2 separate regions of the Mus musculus genome follow, and region 2 is linked to region 1. The links are chromatin contacts, called in public promoter capture Hi-C maps. All regions are on one chromosome and are shown on one strand. The core of a region is the stretch at or near the end of the contact, and the rest is flanking DNA. Distances in the headings are between cores, read along the strand shown.

Evidence for each region. Promoter capture Hi-C pulls out the DNA fragments that hold promoters and counts their contacts.
Region 2: a promoter capture Hi-C map of hippocampal neurons shows a contact between it and region 1, with 2.6 times the contacts expected there. The contact joins the promoter of Ftdc1 here to the promoter of Tmem45a in region 1. A contact is called at or near these places in 3 of 39 promoter capture datasets (the 3T3-L1 cell line, hippocampal neurons and liver).

Annotation. Positions count from the first base shown.
Region 1 is chr16:56,884,868-56,887,567 of GRCm38.p6, forward strand. Tmem45a (transmembrane protein 45a) reads right to left here and starts at 1,296. Exons shown (of 6, transcript NM_019631.3): 1 at 946-1,296.
Region 2 is chr16:58,615,705-58,618,404 of GRCm38.p6, forward strand. Ftdc1 (ferritin domain containing 1) reads right to left here and starts at 1,274. Exons shown (of 4, transcript NM_001033404.2): 1 at 1,138-1,274; 2 at 9-152. The coding sequence starts at 1,239.

The DNA.
Region 1 (2,700 bases), core at 46-2,545:
AATGGTGCTTTAAGAGCCAGAAGCTAAAGATCTACTTGAGTCAAATCTTCCCCAAACAGTAACCAGCATGCAACAGAACTCTGAACTTCGGAACATTACTCAGGCAGAGGGAACCATAGATGTTTCAGAAGGAATGGGCCTTGAGCCACCAGCAGGTCAGCATTTTCCACCACCTCATTGCTAAATCATGACGTATAAAGTAGAACTATCTGTAAGCGCGCACGTATAATAAACACCGTGGATATTATTTTTGATGGAACAACAGGTTAAGTATGTAATTATAGGATTGCAGACACACAGAGAGGTCTATCACTTATTTAATTATTTTGTTAGTAACCTAAGAGGAATTTAGATCTCCCTCTTTGAGATATGATATTGGCACTTTCAACTACAAACTTAAGTGAAGGATCCAGTAAGTCCTTTATAAGATTCAAGTTTTAAATAATTTGTCAAACGTTGTGTTAATTCTAAATACACCAGAGAGTTTTCTCAGTCATCCATCAAAATAGTGGAGGACAGGAGGGGGAGGAGGAAGAAGAAGAGCAAGAGAATGAAGAAGAGTTAGAAGAAGGAAGAGAAGGAGAAGAAGAGGAAGAAGAGAAGGAGGAGGAAGAAGGAGAAGGAGAAGGGAGGAAAAGAAAGGAGAAGAAGTCGAGAAGAATAACTTTAGGATGAAGAAAGGTTTACAACAAAACACCAGTCAAAATTTTGTTCCCAAGAAATCTTATATGAGCACCAACTCTCCAACCCTCATCAATTTTAAAATGCAAACCAAACATTTCCCCAAAAACAGAAAAGAAAGAAGCCCGATATCCTTACAGTCTTTCCCAGCATGAGATGTTTTTCTCCCCTTAACAAACAGAAGTCTGGCAAGAAGAGCAAAGGCACAGGCTAGAGAGCTCAGCAGGACAAGGAGGAAGATGTCCCCAAGTCTCCACAACTTACCCAACTTGTCCTGTTTGCGCACACCTTACTCTCCCCACTTTGTCAGTTAGGATCAGAAGGCAGCTGAGCTTTGGTTGCTGTTTCTGTTCTTTTGATCTCAAAGCCCCATGAAAACTAAACTGTGTTGAATGTGATGTGGCCTCGCCTCACATGGGGGGTGGGGGGGAGGGAGAGAAAAAGATTCAAGCGTGGGTTGCTTATTGCTTCTTGGGGAAAAAAAAATTAAGTAGTAAGTGGCTAGCAGGAGGCTACGTGGGGGACGTGCCTTGCGGGTGGCAGGCCTGGAAGAGGCCCACAAACTTTCTCAGCACAGCTGTCCAGATGTGCTTCATCTGGTTTCCCCGGCGGGGCACTGACTGGGGTTGCAGTTGGAGGCAAAGCCTCCTCTCTGATTGCCGATTGGTGGAGCAGCCCGCCACTCCTGCGGGCTCAATCTGCCTCCACCCACTGGGCCACTCGCATCCTAGAAAGGAACTTAGCTGGGCGCGCTGTGCAGTCGCTGATGTGGCACTGCGTGGCAGTGGGGTCTGGGGTGGGGTAGTTGGAAGGGTCGCTAGAACTCAGAGCTTGCCCCTGCCCTTGGTCCGTGAGGGCAGGCCTTCTAAGGGACTAGTTTGTTTAAGCAGGGGGGTCGTTATCGTTTGGGACAAGAATCAGGATGAGTAGCTTAAGGGGGCAGGCATTTCCAAATAGAAGGGGTTGGAGAAGTACCGTACCCACGCCTTCAAATGGGCGGTCCAGTCCCGCCTCAAAGATTTTCTATCCACACCTTCTCTGGCAAAAGAAAAGTGGGTGTCCGAGAGCGCTATTTTGGGATAAAGGTTCAGGAATAATGAACCTTTTAGTAAGACGTGAGCTATTCAGAAATGTGGTCGTTTCTGTGAAGAAGCCCTGGGTGAGTGCAAAAAAAAAAAAAAAAAAAAAAAAAAGCTTAAAAGAAAAGGGCGGTGGGGAGGAAATGCTTGAGGATCTTTTACAGCTGAAAGGAGTAATGGTTGGGAAGACATCGCGAACTCTCATTTTGATGTCTGAGGACTGTAGAATTGCACCAAACATGTTTGATTGTGTATGAAGTCATTCGTGTCCTGTGGTGAGCTTTCAGAATCATCTGTGCTCAGTGGTGCACATTCTGTCATGGGAAGCTGCTTCACAATGGGCTGGTCATCAAGGAAGGATTAGCTAGCTTTTCATACATTACCGTCAACAGACATCATGTTTGTTGACTACTAGGACAGGCTCCTCACAAAAGAAAAAAAGATTGCTTCCGTTTGCAGGAATGTAGATTCAAGTTTCTCATGGCTATACATAATTGGCCCCCTTGGACATCTACAGAAGCCAGAAGGAAGAGACTCTGGAAGGCTGACAGAAGGTAGACCCACTAGAAATCCCAGCATTCAGGGAACCACATTATGGTGAGGCCATAGGCTTGGCTTCTAATCCACTGACGCTGAAGATGTCAGTCTGCACCTAGAATGTCCACAGAGGACATGTATTAAAGCCTGAGAAAGTGGAACCATTAACGTCAAGACATGATAGGAAGAAGTTAGACCACTGTGAAGCGTTATCTTTCTTTCTTTCTTTTTTTTTTCTTTTTAAAAATATTTTAACTTATTCACTTTACATCCGGCTTACTGCCCCCCACTCCCAGTCATCTCCTCTCACAATCCTTCCCCCATCCTTGCTCCCCTTCTACTCTGAGCAGGTGGAACCCCCCCCCCACACACACACACATACAGTGTCCCCCAACCCTAGCAT
Region 2 (2,700 bases), core at 24-2,523, 1.7 Mb after region 1:
ACAGTCACCTGAATTTCCGGAATGCAGACCTTATTACCTCTTTCGGTGATGTATGCCAGGATTCTTTTGGCATAAAACCATTTCACTGAAGCCTTGTCCTGCGAATATGCTCCAAAACTAGTCATTGTCGTGTCATCGCTGTACAAGCAAGCCTAGGACGGAGGTGAGGATTTGGGGGAAGGGAGAAGGGTAACAGAAGTTAAAATTTCAGGTAGGAATCTCATGAAAAGAGTTTCTTGTCTCAGTGGTCATCTAGAAGAGGTCTTGGATGTTCCGAGTGTCTTGCTTGTCCTTTGAATTCCAGAAGTTTCTATCTTCTTGAACTCAGGATGCCCCAAAGAGCAGCCACTCAGAGAAGTTTCTAATCTTTTTACAGTATGGATTTTCTATGGATCAGACCTGTTAACATTATCAGTTTCATCCACTGACTGTATAGATCCATGACAGAAGCCTACCACAGGGGGCTAGAGAAATGGTTCAGTGGTTAAGAGCACTGGCTTCTCTTCCAGAGGACCCTGGTTCAATTCCAAGCACCCACAAGGCATCTCACAACCATCTAACAGTTCCAGAGGATTGGTCATCTTCATACAGACATACATGCAGGCAAAACGTTACTGTACATTAAAAAATAAATACATTAAAAACAGACAAACATTACCAGAAGGCTAGGCCTTTAATCCCAGCACTCGGGAGACAGAGTCAGGAGAATCTCTGAGTTCAAAGCCCCCACTGTTCTACAGAGTGAGTTCCAGGACAGCCAAGGCTATACAAAGAAACCCTGTCTCAAAAAAGGAAAAAAAAAAAAAGCCTAGCACAAATTTACTAAAAAGCTAAGAGCAGATTTATCATACATGTTGACCGTGAATATGAAATTGCATTTAGCTATAAAAGGGCTTATTCTGCTACCATTGGCTATTGTTTGGGAACCCAAGTGAAGAACTGATTCCCCTTCTTGTTGCTTGTAGTTTGCTGTCACAGTTCTCAATCACCAAAGCCTCGCCATTGAACTACCTTCTCACCTAATGTTAGATGTGAAGATGTGAATGTTAGATACCCAATGATATGAAGGTAGTAAATGTGTCATCACCCAGATCAGAACAAAGTCTACCCTCATAGTAGCCCAAGAGCTCTACTAACCAAGAACATATAAGCATCACTGAGGTTCATCTGCATACAGGCAATTCGATGAATATAAGCTAAAGCCTCTTCCGGAATGGGCTTCCTTCTCTTAGGTCCCATCTCAGCAATAGGAGAATTCAGCCAGAAGATGTGCTACCCACTTCACTGGAAAGGCTCTTAAATACTAAGGAGTGGATACAACCCACCCCTTGTAACAAGTTGAAATCACCGCCACCTGAGACTGCAGCTGCTAATCTACCAACAAGGACACTGTGTCTGGGTAAAGAAACCAAAACGAGCAGAGAGACAATGTATCAAAGAGGGATTGGAGCTTCTAATTTTCTCAATACTCGTTCTGAAGGGTAATGCGAATTATTTTAAATTTCTCAGTTTTCTTGGAATGATGATGGCATAGCCTGCTTGATATACATCAAATCTAAGGAGCATGTTAAACAAACAAACAAAAACACTTGTTTATAGGAAACACTACAACCCCTTCCCTCTTCGTACATAATTGAGCTGACTGTGGAATATGGTTGAGTTCTGAAATCTCCTATTCCAGCTAGAAGAGGCATACAGATTTTGTGGGTAAACTGGCACTTCAAGTTGGCCTTGTGAGCAGACAGAAGATGGAGAAGTGGAAGCAGAAAAAAAGGCATTCCCCCCTGCAGCTGTAATAAGCACACACAGCTGTAGCTACAAGACCATGCTGCTGTTTCCCAATTTTGCAATTGGCATCTTCTTGGCTCCTTCCTTATTCTTTCTTTCAAGGGTCTCTTTGTGGCTTGGCATGTACAGATTTCACCATTCTTTATGGCTGATAATGGGGTGCTTCTAGAAATGTACTGAGTCACTGTTAAAAAAATACATCTGACATAAGAATAAAGCTTAAAATTCAGGACATGCAGAGATGGCTCAGCAGTTAAGAACACTGGCTGCTTTGGGGACAGAACTTCCTTGTCTGGCCTCCGTGGGACAGGATGTGCCTAACCCTGCAGACTTGATGCACTAGGGGTGGGGGGATATCTGGGAAGCCCCACTCTCATAGGAAAAGGGGGTGGGGAGAGGGACTCTGAGAGGGGGCAACCAAGAGGAGGGCATCAATCGGTATGCAAAATGAATGAATGAATGAATAAATGGGGGGGGGCTCTTCCAGAGCTGTTGCTCTTCCAGAGGACTCGGATAGTCCCAGCACCCACATGGTAGCTCACAACTGTTTAGAGCTCCAGCTCCAGGGAACTAACACCCTTACACAGACATACATGTAGAGGAAAAAAAATTAAGATCCCAACTTTGAGCTAACCCCTGCCTTCTTGGAATGAATGGAAATGGCATCTGTCTAGGCAGGTGCTACCCTGCAGTCCACGCTATTCTGGAGGGTGAGCAGCAAATATCTTGATTTGGGGAGACAGTTTGAATAGCAATTGCCTCAAAGTCCACCCCTGGAGAAGGGTGAAAAAAAAAAAACCTCTTTTTTTTTTCCTCCTTGAGGGAGAAGTTAAACTTTGAAACTTGGTTGGAGTCAAACAAGGTAGTCTTAAAGAAGAAATGATCAGATCCATGTTTCTTGACTCAACAGAC